Regions from separate parts of the Sus scrofa genome. Here region 2 is linked to region 1. A link is a contact called in public Hi-C data. All regions are on one chromosome and are shown on one strand. Each heading gives the region's core, a stretch centred on a gene start, on an enhancer-like site or on the middle of the called end of the contact. The rest is flanking DNA. Distances are from core to core; before and after follow the strand shown.

The links. A called contact is a pair of places that touch in the nucleus more often than the background predicts.
Region 2: a Hi-C map of omental adipose tissue shows a contact between it and region 1, with 1.8 times the contacts expected there. The contact joins the promoter of GLTPD2 here to the promoter of RABEP1 in region 1. A contact is called at or near these places in 3 of 47 Hi-C or Micro-C datasets (embryonic fibroblasts, epiblast stem cells and omental adipose tissue) and 1 of 2 datasets of contacts at active chromatin or transcription factors (alveolar macrophages).

The regions. Positions count from the first base shown.
Region 1 is chr12:51,855,359-51,861,537 of Sscrofa11.1, reverse strand. RABEP1 (rab GTPase-binding effector protein 1) reads left to right here and starts at 3,290. Exons shown (of 20, transcript XM_021067732.1): 1 at 3,290-3,437. The coding sequence starts at 3,305.
Region 2 is chr12:52,103,922-52,110,100 of Sscrofa11.1, reverse strand. It overlaps GLTPD2 (glycolipid transfer protein domain-containing protein 2), which reads left to right and starts at 3,967. Exons shown (of 4, transcript XM_003131910.6): 1 at 3,967-4,167; 2 at 4,263-4,327; 3 at 4,591-4,757; 4 at 4,851-5,600. The coding sequence starts at 4,059. The coding sequence ends at 5,367. VMO1 (vitelline membrane outer layer 1 homolog) reads right to left here and starts at 1,128. Exons shown (of 3, transcript NM_001244728.1): 1 at 914-1,128; 2 at 708-823; 3 at 114-478. The coding sequence starts at 1,102. The coding sequence ends at 181.

The DNA.
Region 1 (6,179 bases), core at 2,041-4,540:
TCATGTGCATATGAATATTTCAGGTCATGAGCCCGGCATGGCCAGTGCCTCTCAGTCGTGTCATGCAGTCCTGGCTCTCAAGGAACACTGTCCATCTGGGGGAAACGGTATGTTCATAGGAACTGGTTAAGTCATGAAGGCAGCCCGTGTTTTGGTATACTGGCGGGGGAGGGGGGAACTTTGGTCTGGAGGGGGTGAGGTTGGCGTTGTCGAAAGGAGAGGAGGCAGGATCAAGGCGGGAGGTGGTACCGAGGATCCCGAAGGAGATGCGGGGAGTCGGGAAGGGGAGAGAAATGTACAGACAGAGAATGCTGTCCAAGCTGGTGACCTTGTGTCAGGTCACACCCCGGGCCAGGGTTACTCGCCGGAGGGACTAGGGCTTTTGAAAGACAGGCCAGTGTGCAAGGTGGCTGCTTTTGGTGATTTCTTCCAGAATCCCCACAATGCCTTACACGTACAAAGCTATTTAAGTCTGAGGGGACACTGAGTGCTGTTCCTAATAGTTTGGTAATAGCTTGGAATGTGGTTTATAGACAGTTGAAAATGTCATTATGATCCGCCCTGGGTCCAAAGCAGAGTTGTAAGCTATTCCGAAAGATGACATGGTTGTGAAGGATAAGAGGGGGTGTAGCCCTCCTTCCCACATCTTCCACAGATGGAGAGAAGGGACGAGGGTGAACAGGAGCAGTGTGTCTCTTATTTTCCACATACCTGTCTCTGTGTGAATTCAAGGGAGTGGCCAATGGTCCTATCTGTCATAGCCTCTCTTTTTTGCAAGAGCAGCAAAACTGCTCATACCTACCTATAAAACTCAAGACGGAAGTCCCAGGCATGTTGGGAGATCGTGAAACATCAGCCCCTGCCCAGGCATACACATCCGTACACACACTGGGCACGAGAATGCTATTTGGGGGCCGTACGCCTCAGTCTCCTTCCCTCAGTAAATCCCCACTGCTGCAAATGGCCCCTACATTGGCCATGCAGTGGTGGGCAGGGCAGTACCCAGAGTACGACTTAGCCTTTTTCTGCTTAACCCACGTACAAGGGCTGATTAAATGAAGCACTGTTACTGCCTGGGCCAGTGATGACCAGAGTTTAGTGTGCATCAGAACTCCTGAATGGCTTGTTAAAACACAGATTTCTGAGCCCAACTCTAGAGTTTCTTATTCAGGAGGTCTGCGAGGGGAGCCTGAGACTTTGCCTTTCTAACCCTCGTCCCACATGCTGCTCTTGCTGCTGACTCAGACACCTCACTTTTTCTCTTTTTCTGGCCACAGCGGCCTGCAGCAGCTTGATGTGGGATCTCAGTTCTCAGACCAAAGACTGAACTGGGCGGCGGTGGTGAAAGTGCCAAATCCTAACCACTAGACCACCAGGGAGACTCTCAGACACCACACTTTTTGAATCATTGACCTAAGCTATTGGTTTTCAACTTTGCTGGGTGTATGTTAGAACTGCTTGGAAAACAAACGAAACAATAAAGTCCAGACCATACCTCAGATCAGTTTCAACAAAATCTATGTGGGTGGCGCCAGACAGCAATATTTTTAAAGACCCCTCCCGTCCCTAAGACAGACAACCGTTAAATGTAGGTGCACTAGATAAAAGTCAGTAGAACCAAATGTCTCCCAGTCTTGGTCTGAGGCAGGAGGCTTTTTAGTATGGACATCTTTCCTTGGGGTGAATGCAGCTGGCAGTGATGGTGATGATGGATCATAGCCTGGACAAAAGTTTGAGCCGAATGAATAGGGTTGAAGTAGCAATCATGGGAACTCCCATTGTGGCTCAGTGGGTTAAGGACCTGACATAGTCTCTGAGAGGATGTGGGTTAGATCCCAGGCCTTGCTCAGGATCTAGCATTGCAGAAACCTGCGGTTGCGGCTTGGATCTGGTGGTGCAGTGGCTGTGGCATAGGCCTGCAGCTGTAGCTCTGATTTGACCCCTAGCCTGGGAACTTCCATATGCTGCAGGTGTGGCCATTAAAAAAAAAAAAAAAAAAAGCAATCATGGCAATGATAGAAACGCTGACTAAGGCAACAGAAGATGATTTCTGGGCAGAAGTGAAAGACCTCTGGGGAAGTGGAGGCCATAAATTTCTTTTGGGGCTCTTTTCCAAAATGCATGATTTTCCCCACTAGCTGTCAGCAGCCTGGGCAAAGAAACCGAACATTTTAACTGATCCGGATTAATAAATTTCCCGCGCACTTGCAGACAGTAGAGCAAAAGGGTTAAGGATATTGGTGTGAGAATGGCCACAATGATGGACCTTATAGTCTAGGGCCTCATCCCAGTGAACGCAAGTGAAAGCTTTTTTTCCTTTTCTGATAGGTTGTGTACTGGATATATATGTAATATTACTTTCTGTGATCAGTCACTCTCTTCTCTATTCCACAGGGATTATGGGGAGGCAAACACAGAAGCCTCCTCCCACAAAGGGCGAAGATGGGTAACCCAGATTTGGTTAATGCTACTATCCTTTTACCCTGAATACCATGATTGGTCCAGGGGTGAGCACCAGACCTAAACAAGGCCAATCGCAGGCCTTCCCTGATATTTGGGGTGGGCGGCCGAATTTGCGGCGGCTTTAGATAGGATAGAATGCCTCTTCCACGTAGTCACCTTTGAACCGAGACCTGAATAACAAAGTTTGCGGTGCACAGGAGTGGCAGAGGAAGTAACAAGTACGAAGGTTCAAAATTCAAGAAATACGGAGACTAGAATGGAAGGCCGTTCCCAGTGCCTAAACTCTTAATTTCTGCTCAACCTTCAGATATCAGCCCAAACTTCACTCCCTCCAGAAAGTCCTGCCCGACCTCAAGAGCGGGTCTCCCTTCGCCCCCAGTAGATGACGGGCCTGTCCTAGGACGTAGGGATCTGTTTATCAGGCTCTTGGTGCGCAGGGAAGGGAGTGACGAAATAAGGGCTACAGGTGGTGGTTTAGGGGGTGTCGCGCGATCTCTGCCCGGCGGGCGAGAAAGCGAAGCCCACCTCCAGTTTCTCAAGCTCAGATCAATGCTTCGGGGAGCGATAGCAGCGCGCAGAGGGGCCAGTCTTAGGACGGAAGTGCATCCCTGGAGCCGTTCTAGGAAACTCGGAGGACCTAGCTCGTCAGTGATCCTGGGGCTAACTGGTCATCGCCCAGCACACACGGCCACTCCAGGGAGCTGGTGTGGCAGGCAGCGGCGAAACGGGGCTTGAGTGAGGGCGAGAACCGGCGCAAAAGAAGCCTGGAAAAGGGCGAGGAGGAGCGGGCGTGCCGACCACCTGTTCCTCCCTGGAGTGCGGCGCGCGCTGATTGGCTGGAATGTCGCCCGGGGACCGGAAGTGGCCGATGCCCGTCGCCCGTGAAACCAAGACAACAGCTGTGGTTCTGCGCCGGCGGGCAGAGCGGCGCGGGGAGCCCGAGCGGAGCGAGCGTGGGGCCGTAGCTGTCTGCGGTGAGACCTCATTCCGTCCCTACAGGGGCCGGAGGGCACTGGGCTCCCGACCCCCCTGGCCCGCGCGCCGCGTGAAAACCCTACGTTTAGGCCGGTGTCAGACCCGGTTCGCTCTCTGACCTTGGACTTTATGGTCCCCCCTCCCCCTCCCCTCCATTTCCCCACCTGCAGACGCCCTGGGCAGGGCCCGGGCCCGTCCCCGCCCTGGTTCCCTGCCTGTCAGCCGCGGACGCGGGAGCAGCAGGGACACCCCCTTCCTCGGTCCCGACGTGGGGGGCCGTGGGAGCTGTGGTTTCTTCACAGTCCATTCCCAAGTAAACTTCAGCGACGAAATGGCGGGCGGTGTCAAAAACTTCAGGCCTCTTGGTAGACTGTGGCCAAGGCAGGCATGCGGGATATTGGCCTATGAGGGTTTAGCTGTAGAAAGGAGACAGGTTTGAGCGTAGAGTTAATAGAGCCTTCTTGATTGTGGGAACCAGGAGAGGAGGACAGACGAAAGGAGGGTACTGGTGCTTTAATTAAATGTCATCCAGATTGGGAGCAGGAACTTATTTCTACAGATAGTTATTGACATCAGCTGTGTCAGATCCTGTTCTAGGCTCTTTAGATACAAAAATGAATGAAATATCCAGTTAGTCCTCAAGGATGTCACAGATTTATGTAGATAAGACATTTACACCAACTTATTTAACAGTTATTTACCAGGTATCCAAAATGTGCTAGGCACTGGGATTCTATCAAGGTGAATAGACCACCATCTTTACTCAAGGTCTAAAGAAGGAGAAGCAGAGATGAAAATAGGCTAACAGTACATTGAAGTAACTACTGCAAATTGGACTCTTGGGGACAGGGAAGGAGAATGGAAGACACTTCATGTTTGAGCTGAGTCTTGTAGATGTTTGTTAAGTGCACAAGGTGGGCAATAGTATTGCAGGAACCTGTTCTCAAAGGCAAAGAAGCTTTAAAGAGTAAGATGTGTTTGGGAGTTCCCTGGTGGCTCAGCAGGTTAAGGATCCCGTGTTGGCACTGCTGGGGCTTGGGTCCCTGATGTGGTGCAGTTTCCATCCCTGACCCTGGGAACTTCTGCATGCTGCAGGTGCAGTCAGAAAAAAAGAATAAGGGAATTCCTGTTGTGGCTCAGTGGTAGCAAACCCATGAGGACGGAAGTTTGATCCCTGACTTTGCTTAGTGGGGTGTGGTGTAGGTCACAGACTCGACTTGGATCTGGTATTGCTGTAACTCTGACATAGGCCAGCAGCTGCAGCTCCGATTAGACCCCTAGCCTGGGAACTTCCATAAGCCTCAAGTGGGGCGCTAAAAAGCAAAAAAAGAGAAGTATTTGAGCTGCAGGACCCTAAACATGACTGCAGCTTCCAGCAGTCACTGGCGAGGGTAGGACAGAAGATGGGGAGACTGGGGGCCTGACGGGGGTGGGGTGGGTGGCAATTAGCCCTGTGAGGTTTCTATCCTGTAGCCCGAGGAGAGCAATGAACAGGATGTGACATGATAACTGTAGCACAAAGAAAGAGGTGAATGAAGTGCTGGTTCAGAGGACCAGGGAAGAGCCTCTTTCCTGCTGTTGTTGCTGAAGACTTTGGTGAGGAGTGTTACAAATGTTGTTACAAATGTTGAGTGCTTGGTAGGGTCTGACCTTTCAGAAGTTAAGGAAGGTTTTTTTTTTTTTTTTTTTTTTAAGATGCTCTTGTCTGTAAGTAACGGAATACAACTCAGGCTGGCTTACAAAATACAAGTATATAAGCTCGGAGTTCCCGTTGTGGCGCAGTGGTTAACGAATCTGACTAGGAACCATGAGGTTGTGGGTTCGGTCCCTGGCCTTGCTCAGTGGGTTAATGATCCGGCGCTGCCGAGAGCTGTGGTGTAGGTTGCAGACGCTGCTCGGATCCCGCATTACTGTGGCTCTGGCTTAGGCTGGGGGCTACAGCTCCGATTGGACCCCTAGCCTGGGAACCTCCATATGCCGTGGGAGCGGCCCAAGAAATAGCAACAAGACCAAAAAAAAAAAAGAGTTTTTTAAAAAAAAAAACAAGTATATAAGCTCTCTTAATTGGAAGTCAAGAGGTAAAATGGTTTCAGGATTGACTGAATCTAGTGGTCTTGGCTTCACAATTTTCTCAGCTATGCTTGCCTTCATCCACGGCTGCCCGTGAAATGGCAACAGTGGTTTGGGGCAACACTCGATAGAAATCTTTCCCCGTGGTTCACGCAGGATGGCAGACAACGAGTCCCAGACGCTCTTAGCACATCTCCTCAGATTATTGACACAGGAGTTCCCATCGTGGCGCAGTGGTTAACGAATCCGACTAGGAACCATGAGGTTGCGGGTTCGATCCCTGGCCTCGCTCGGTTAAGGATCCAGCCAGCGTTGTCGTGAGCGTGGTGTGGGTCGAAGACACAGCTCGGATCCTGCGTTGCTGTGGCTGTGGCATAGGCCGGTGGCTACAGCTCCAGTTCAACCCCTAGCCTGGGAACCTCCATATGCCGCGGGAGCGGCTCAAGAAAAGGCAAAAAGACCAAAAAAAAAAAAAAAAAAAAAAAAAAATTGACCCAGATGAAGGCATTTGTCCATTCCTGAACCAATTATTTCTGCTGTATGGAATGGTCGCTTGGCAAAGGGGATCATATGAATTTGACTAGGGACACTCTCTCGCGGCTCCCAACTGGAGCTGTTGTTCTCCTGCAAAGAGCAAGGCCACTGCAGACTTTTTTGCTTAAATACCTCTT
Region 2 (6,179 bases), core at 2,718-5,217, 250 kb before region 1:
TAACTTTCAGTACCCTGGCATGGACTCCTGAGACCAAACCTGAATCTGAGCCTGGGCCAATGCTAGGAAAGGAGGAAGACGGGGAGACGCAGTTTCCCAGACCAGACCACAGCCAGGACAGAGGAGTTTTAATAGCGGCGGCGGGACTAGACTTGGGGCTGGGAGAGGGCGGCGATGGTGTCAATTGCGGCAGCAGAAAAAGCGTGCGTCATTAATAGCGGTGTCGTCGCGGAGGCCTCTGGGCCGCTCGATCTTCGTCTGCAAGCCGCACACGCCTTTGGGGCACGGCTCACTCCAGTCCCCAAACTCTCCCCAGGCCAGGCCGGGCCCCTGCAGCTCCGTGCCGTCTGAGCAGCGGAAGCGCACGTTGTTCGCAGCTGTGTTGTCCCCAGGGGTCACGGGCGCTTCCACGCGAAGCGAGAAGGCCACCAGGAAGCCGCCCCCCGGACACCACAGTGGCTCACTCCACACGCCCCACCTGCGGGGGAAGCAGAGACGCCCTGGCTCCGCGAGCGCCCCCTACCCACGTCCAGCCCAACCCAGGCCCGGGGCTCCACGACCGAGATGCGGCGGGGAGGACTTGCACCTGTTTCCCAGGGCTAAATCACCCACAGCTCTGAAGGAACCTGCCTGCTGGGAGGAGGTGTGTGTATCGGAGGGTGAGGCATCCCCCCACCCTGGGGGAATCCTCGGTCCCTACCCCCCACCTGCCAGACTGGGACTCCACCACGTGGGTGTTGAGCTCGGCATTCCCGCGGGCGCAGTGCAGCCGGATCCCGTTCAGAGCCGTGTCGTCGCCGGGAATGCCTTGGGGGCGCTCCACCTGGGCGGCGAGAGGGGAGGTGAGGATGAATCAGAAGACTGCCATCCTCGGCTCTCGGGTCCCCTCCGAGACCTAGGCCTGAGCCCCTACCTTGAGGGAGAATCCACTGGCGAAGAATCCGTCAGGACACATCTCGGGCCAGGCCCAGTCGCCCCAGGGGCCCCCGTTGGTCACCTCGATGACCGACGTGTAGCCGCTAGGCCCATCTGCTCTGGTGCACTTGCCGCACGCCGCCCACAGCAGCAGCAGCAGCAGCTTGGCTCCCGTGCCCGGCTTCATCCCGCAGCCTCTGTGAGCCCCAGCCCTTTCGAGAGGTGTATACCACCGCTCTTCCTAAAAGGGCTCGGATTGCGGAAGGGCCACCGGGATTAAGTGACACCCAAAACTAATCCGCTCCGGAAGCCTACCGACTGGATTCTCTGCTCAGGGAATCGGAAGCTCCTAGCGCCAGAGGAGGAGGGGCAGCGAGAACTGAGGGACTCAAATAACCACTAACCTACAGAACCTTTACAAAGTATACTCCATGAATCGTGGCTAGCGTTTTTTTCTTGGTTTTGTTTTATTTTTAGGACCATACCTGCGGCATATGGGAGTCCAGTTGGAGCCTATGGCCACAGCCACAGTAACGGCAGGATCCCTGTGGCATCTGCAACCTATGCCACAACTTGCAGCAATGCCCATCCTCAACCCACTGAGTGAGGCCAAGCATCGTACCCGCATCTTCATGGATACTAGCGGGATTCTTAACCTGCTGAGCCACAATGGCAACTCCATGGGTAGTGTTTTGCAGGCAGGTTTTATTTAATCAATACAACAATTGTAGGAGGTGGGAATTATTCTTCCTATCCTGCAGATGAGGGAGCTGGGGCTGCAAAATGGCAAAGGACTTGCCTAAGTCACAGTTAACAAGCTGGGAAACATTCCAACTCTGGGAGATGGGGAACCCACGCTAGGGATGGAAGTGATGGTTCCAGAATCCCAGCAGACAAGGAACCTCCAGGACGTGAGGGACATCAAAGTGAGACAGGGCAAGAATCCATGACCTGTGGCAGCTGGGAAACATCTTGTGAATGACTGGAGCCCCAACTCCTTGAGATTCTGGGACACCCCTCCCCCTCAAAAGAAAATATACATTGAGGGAGTTCCCTTTGTGGCTCAGCGGTTAACGAGGATCCATAAGGATGCAGGTTCGATCCCTGGCCTCACTCAGAGAGTTAAGGATCCGGAGTTGCCATGAGCTGTGGTGTAGGTTGTAGACATGGCTCTGATCCTCTGTTGCTGTGGCTGTGAAGTAGGCAGGCAGCTGCAGCTCAGATTTGACCACTAGCCTGGAAACCTCCATATGCCACAAGTACAGGCCTAAAAAGAAATATATATATGCATTGACACAACATTGTAAGTCAACTATACTTTATTTTAAAACGTTTTAAAAAAAGAAAATGTACACAGGAGTTCCTGTTGTGGCTTAGTGGTAACAAACCCAACTAGTATCCAGAAGGAGGGCTCCATCCAGGAGGAGGGTTCCATATGCCACGGGTGTGGCCCTAAAAAAGACAAAAAAGAAAAGAAAAGAAAAGATAGAAAATGCACAGAGACAGGAAAATTCTAAGCTTGTGGACAGGGGGCTGAAAGCAGATGTTTCCTCTCTTGCTTCCTTATCCTTCCCCTGAATGTTTTTCCCGCTATGACCACCAGGTGGACTCCTGATCTGGGGGGAAAAAAAACCAAACTGGCTCAAATTTGCATGGAGAGTACCACCACTGATTTGCCTGCCCCTCATATAAGTTCCTTTGTTTATTCCATATATACTTATTTAGGAATAATGGGTTTTGGTCCAGGCAATATTCTAAGTGCTATAAATAGGGTAGCAAGAAGGGCCCCTTTTCGGGAGTTCCCATCATGGCACAGTGGTTAACAAATCCGACTAGGAACCATGAGGTTGCGGGTTCGGTCCCTGCCCTTACTCAGTGGGTTGACGATCCAGCGTTGCCGTGAGCTGTGGTGTAGGTTGCAGACGCGGCTCGGATCCCGCGTTGCTGTGGCTCTGGTGTAGGCCGGTGGCTGCAGCTCCGATTCAACCCCTAGCCTGGGAACCTCCATATGCCCCGGGAGCGGCCCAAGAGATAGCAAAAAGACAAAAAAAAAAAAAAAAAAAAAAAAAAGAAGGGCCCTTTTCTTCATCAGAGCTCACATTCCAGTAGGGCAGACTGATGGTAAATTTCCCAATGGACCTTGACCTCTGGGAAGGCACATTTGTCTTCTTGGAGCCTAGTACAAGGCCTGGCATGCGGAAGTAGTTAATAAAAATTGGTTTGATGAATGATTCAGGCATCAACCTGGAGGTTTAAAAAAAATTAAATCTCAAAGATGTAAAAGGAGACAGCCTAGGAGTTTCCATTGTGGCTCTATAGTAAGGAACCTGACTAGTATCCATGAGGACTTGGGTTCGATCCCTGGCCTCCCTCAGTGGGTTACAGATCTAGCAGTGCTGTGAGCTGTGGTGTAGGTCACAGACCCGGCTCTGATCTGGCCTTGCTGTGGCTGTGGTGTAGGCCGGTCTGGGAACTTCCATATGCCTCAGATGCAGCCCTAAAAAGACAAAAAAGAATTTTTTTTAATTAAAAAAAAAAAGGAGACAGCCTAAAGTATATGATTAAGACATCATGCATCCAGATCAAGTTAAGATTCCATGGGGATAGGATAGAGAACTTAGAAGTGGGTGTTCCGTGGATCCCAGGTGCCCCATGCTTGAACTTAATAGATAAGATTTATGGAGCAATTGTGGTAAGCTTTTCCATTTACAAGGTTTGCACGTATAATAGCATTTAATCCTCACATGAAGTTTGCAAAATAACCTATTATTACCTTCAATTTACTGTGGAGGGAATTCAAGCACAGAGTCAACCTAGGGCTCACACCATTGCTCATTGGGGGAACTGGTTCTGACTTCAGCCTCTCTTCACAATACCCAGGCTGCGTCTCACTACAACCTGGCCATTCAGGGAAGGGAAATGTAGAGACGTGTCACTGCTACTAAATACCCCAAATCCTCTTCATCCAGTCCCTCACCCCTCAGATGCTGCCCTTTGGGGCAAAGGGCACAGGGGAGGGGGCCTTACTAGATTAATTATTAACACTTTGCACCTCAGAGCACCACAGTCTTCTCTCCTCTCCTGAAGGCGGAGGGACAAGGACTAGCCAGGGGCTGGCAAGGGCAGTGGTCCCTGAAGCAGCCATGGGGGTCACCTCACTGTCTCGGCGGGTCCCTCGGTGCTGGAGGCGCAGTGCAATCCCTCTCATTATCTTCACGCTACTGCTTCTTTATCTCTGGGCTCAGAGCCTTCGTGAGTGGCCCCTTCCCTCACCTGCTCCAGGAGGAATCCGGGACTCCAGGCCCTCAGAACCTAAGGCCCTCACTGCTCTGTCTCACCTCCTCCAGGCGCCCTCTCAGGCTGCCGATCCGGGACCCAGTCCTGCATTGCCAAAGGACTGCCACCTTTCCAGGTACTCTCTGGGCAGGGCTGGGACTAGGAGTTCCAGGTAGGACCCTGAGCAGGGAAAGTGGACCAGGCCGAGGATCTGATGAAAGGTGGATCCTCCTTCTCTCCCGTCTCCAATTAGAAGCTGAGAGTTACAGCAGGAGGGACACTGGCTAGACCTTAGCAATAATTTCTTCAGAGCCCAAATGCGAGGCGTGGTGAACCCTGCAAGCTAGGGGCTCTGCACTCCCCCCCACCCCCACCCCCCACCTCATATCTAACCCCCAGGCCCAGCAACAGTCAGGATCCCTGGAGGGACTGGAACGGGAAGAGCCTCAGTGTCTGAGCCCCCACGGGATGCTGGGCCGCATAATGAGGCCGTTCCGCGCCAGTCTGAACCCCAAAGGGGATGTGGAGTTGTCGCAGTACCTGGCAGGGTGGAGAGAGCTAGTCAGGTGAGTGCTCGTTGTCTCCCTACCCCATCCAGACCCCGCCTCTTTTTGAACCATCGCCCTCTCTCAAACCTTCCCACCATCGAACACATACAGGTTCCTAACTCCCCTCGGCTCCATCTTCTCTTTCGCCACAAGCGAGGCCTTCGCCAAAGTGACAGTCCTCGAGGCTCTGGTGCACGGTCCAGAGGCCGCTCACTACACGTCGCTGGCGACCATGGTGGCGTGGGAGAGGCCCGGGGTAGCCCCTCGGCACTCGACCCGGAACCCGGGTTCACTAACCATGCTCTTGCTGCACCGTGCGCTACGTTGGTCCCAGCTCTGCCTCCACCGGGTGGCAACCGGGCCGCCCGGAGGCCCGGACGCCGGCGCCCAGTGCAGCGACGCCTACAGCACGGCCCTGGCCCCGCACCACCCCTGGCTGGTCCGTCAGGCCGCCCACCTCGCATTCCTCGCCTTCCCGGGTCGCGGCCGCTTGCTCGAGCTGGCGTGTCCGGGGGTCAAAGAGGCAGAGGCGCGGGCTGCGCTGGCCCAGGCCGCGGGCACTCTGGAGGACGTCTACAACCGTACCCAGGGCTTGTTGGCCGAGCGCCGCCTGCTCCAGCTGGCCTGATGCCTGCTGGCAGGACGAAGGAAGTGCCCTGGGGCTGGGTGGCAGCCGCTGGGTTGCGTCTGACCCTTCGCAAGGCCTCCTGGCGCCGGGGGCGGGGCCGCCATATACCCCGCCCCACGGTGACGTCATCGCCATGGAGGCCCACCCCGGTGGAAGTGGGGCTTTTAGCCTCTCTCTACGCAATCCCGGGGAGAGGGGAGGAGCTGTGGGTAATAAAAAAGTATTCTTTGGTAGCCGTCGATTTTTAGCGTGTTCTGTGTGATGACGGCAAGCCCTTAAGGGAAATAGAAAAAAATGTATGTGGGAAGGTGTGTGTCATCCCTGTTCCCGGCAGCCGAGAGACTCATGCTACCCCTGGCCTATTTCAGTCCCTCCTGTGGCTTCAGTTGTCAACGACATGCCAAATCTCCAGTCCCGACCTGTCCTCGCTGAACTCCAGACCCCGTAAAGCCTACTCTTTCCCGGACACCGCCATAGACACCGCAAGTGCAGCACATCCAACGCGAATGCAATCACCTCCTCCGAGAAATGCACTTCTTCTTGTGTCTCCCGTCTCTATGAATAAATGACACCCTTTCCCATCAACTACCCAAGGCTAAAACCTGTGCATTTTGCCTCATGCCGAGCAGGTGCTCAGCTCAATAATGTACGTTTATTAAATGACTGCACTCCTACGCCAAGAGTGAACATGAAAATTACACATTGATAACTCCCAAATTATAACTCCAACCCACTTTCCCCTGGACTCCAGAATACGATAAATATCCCTCCTTATTCCACACCTCCATGTGGATTTCAATGAGGCATAGCAC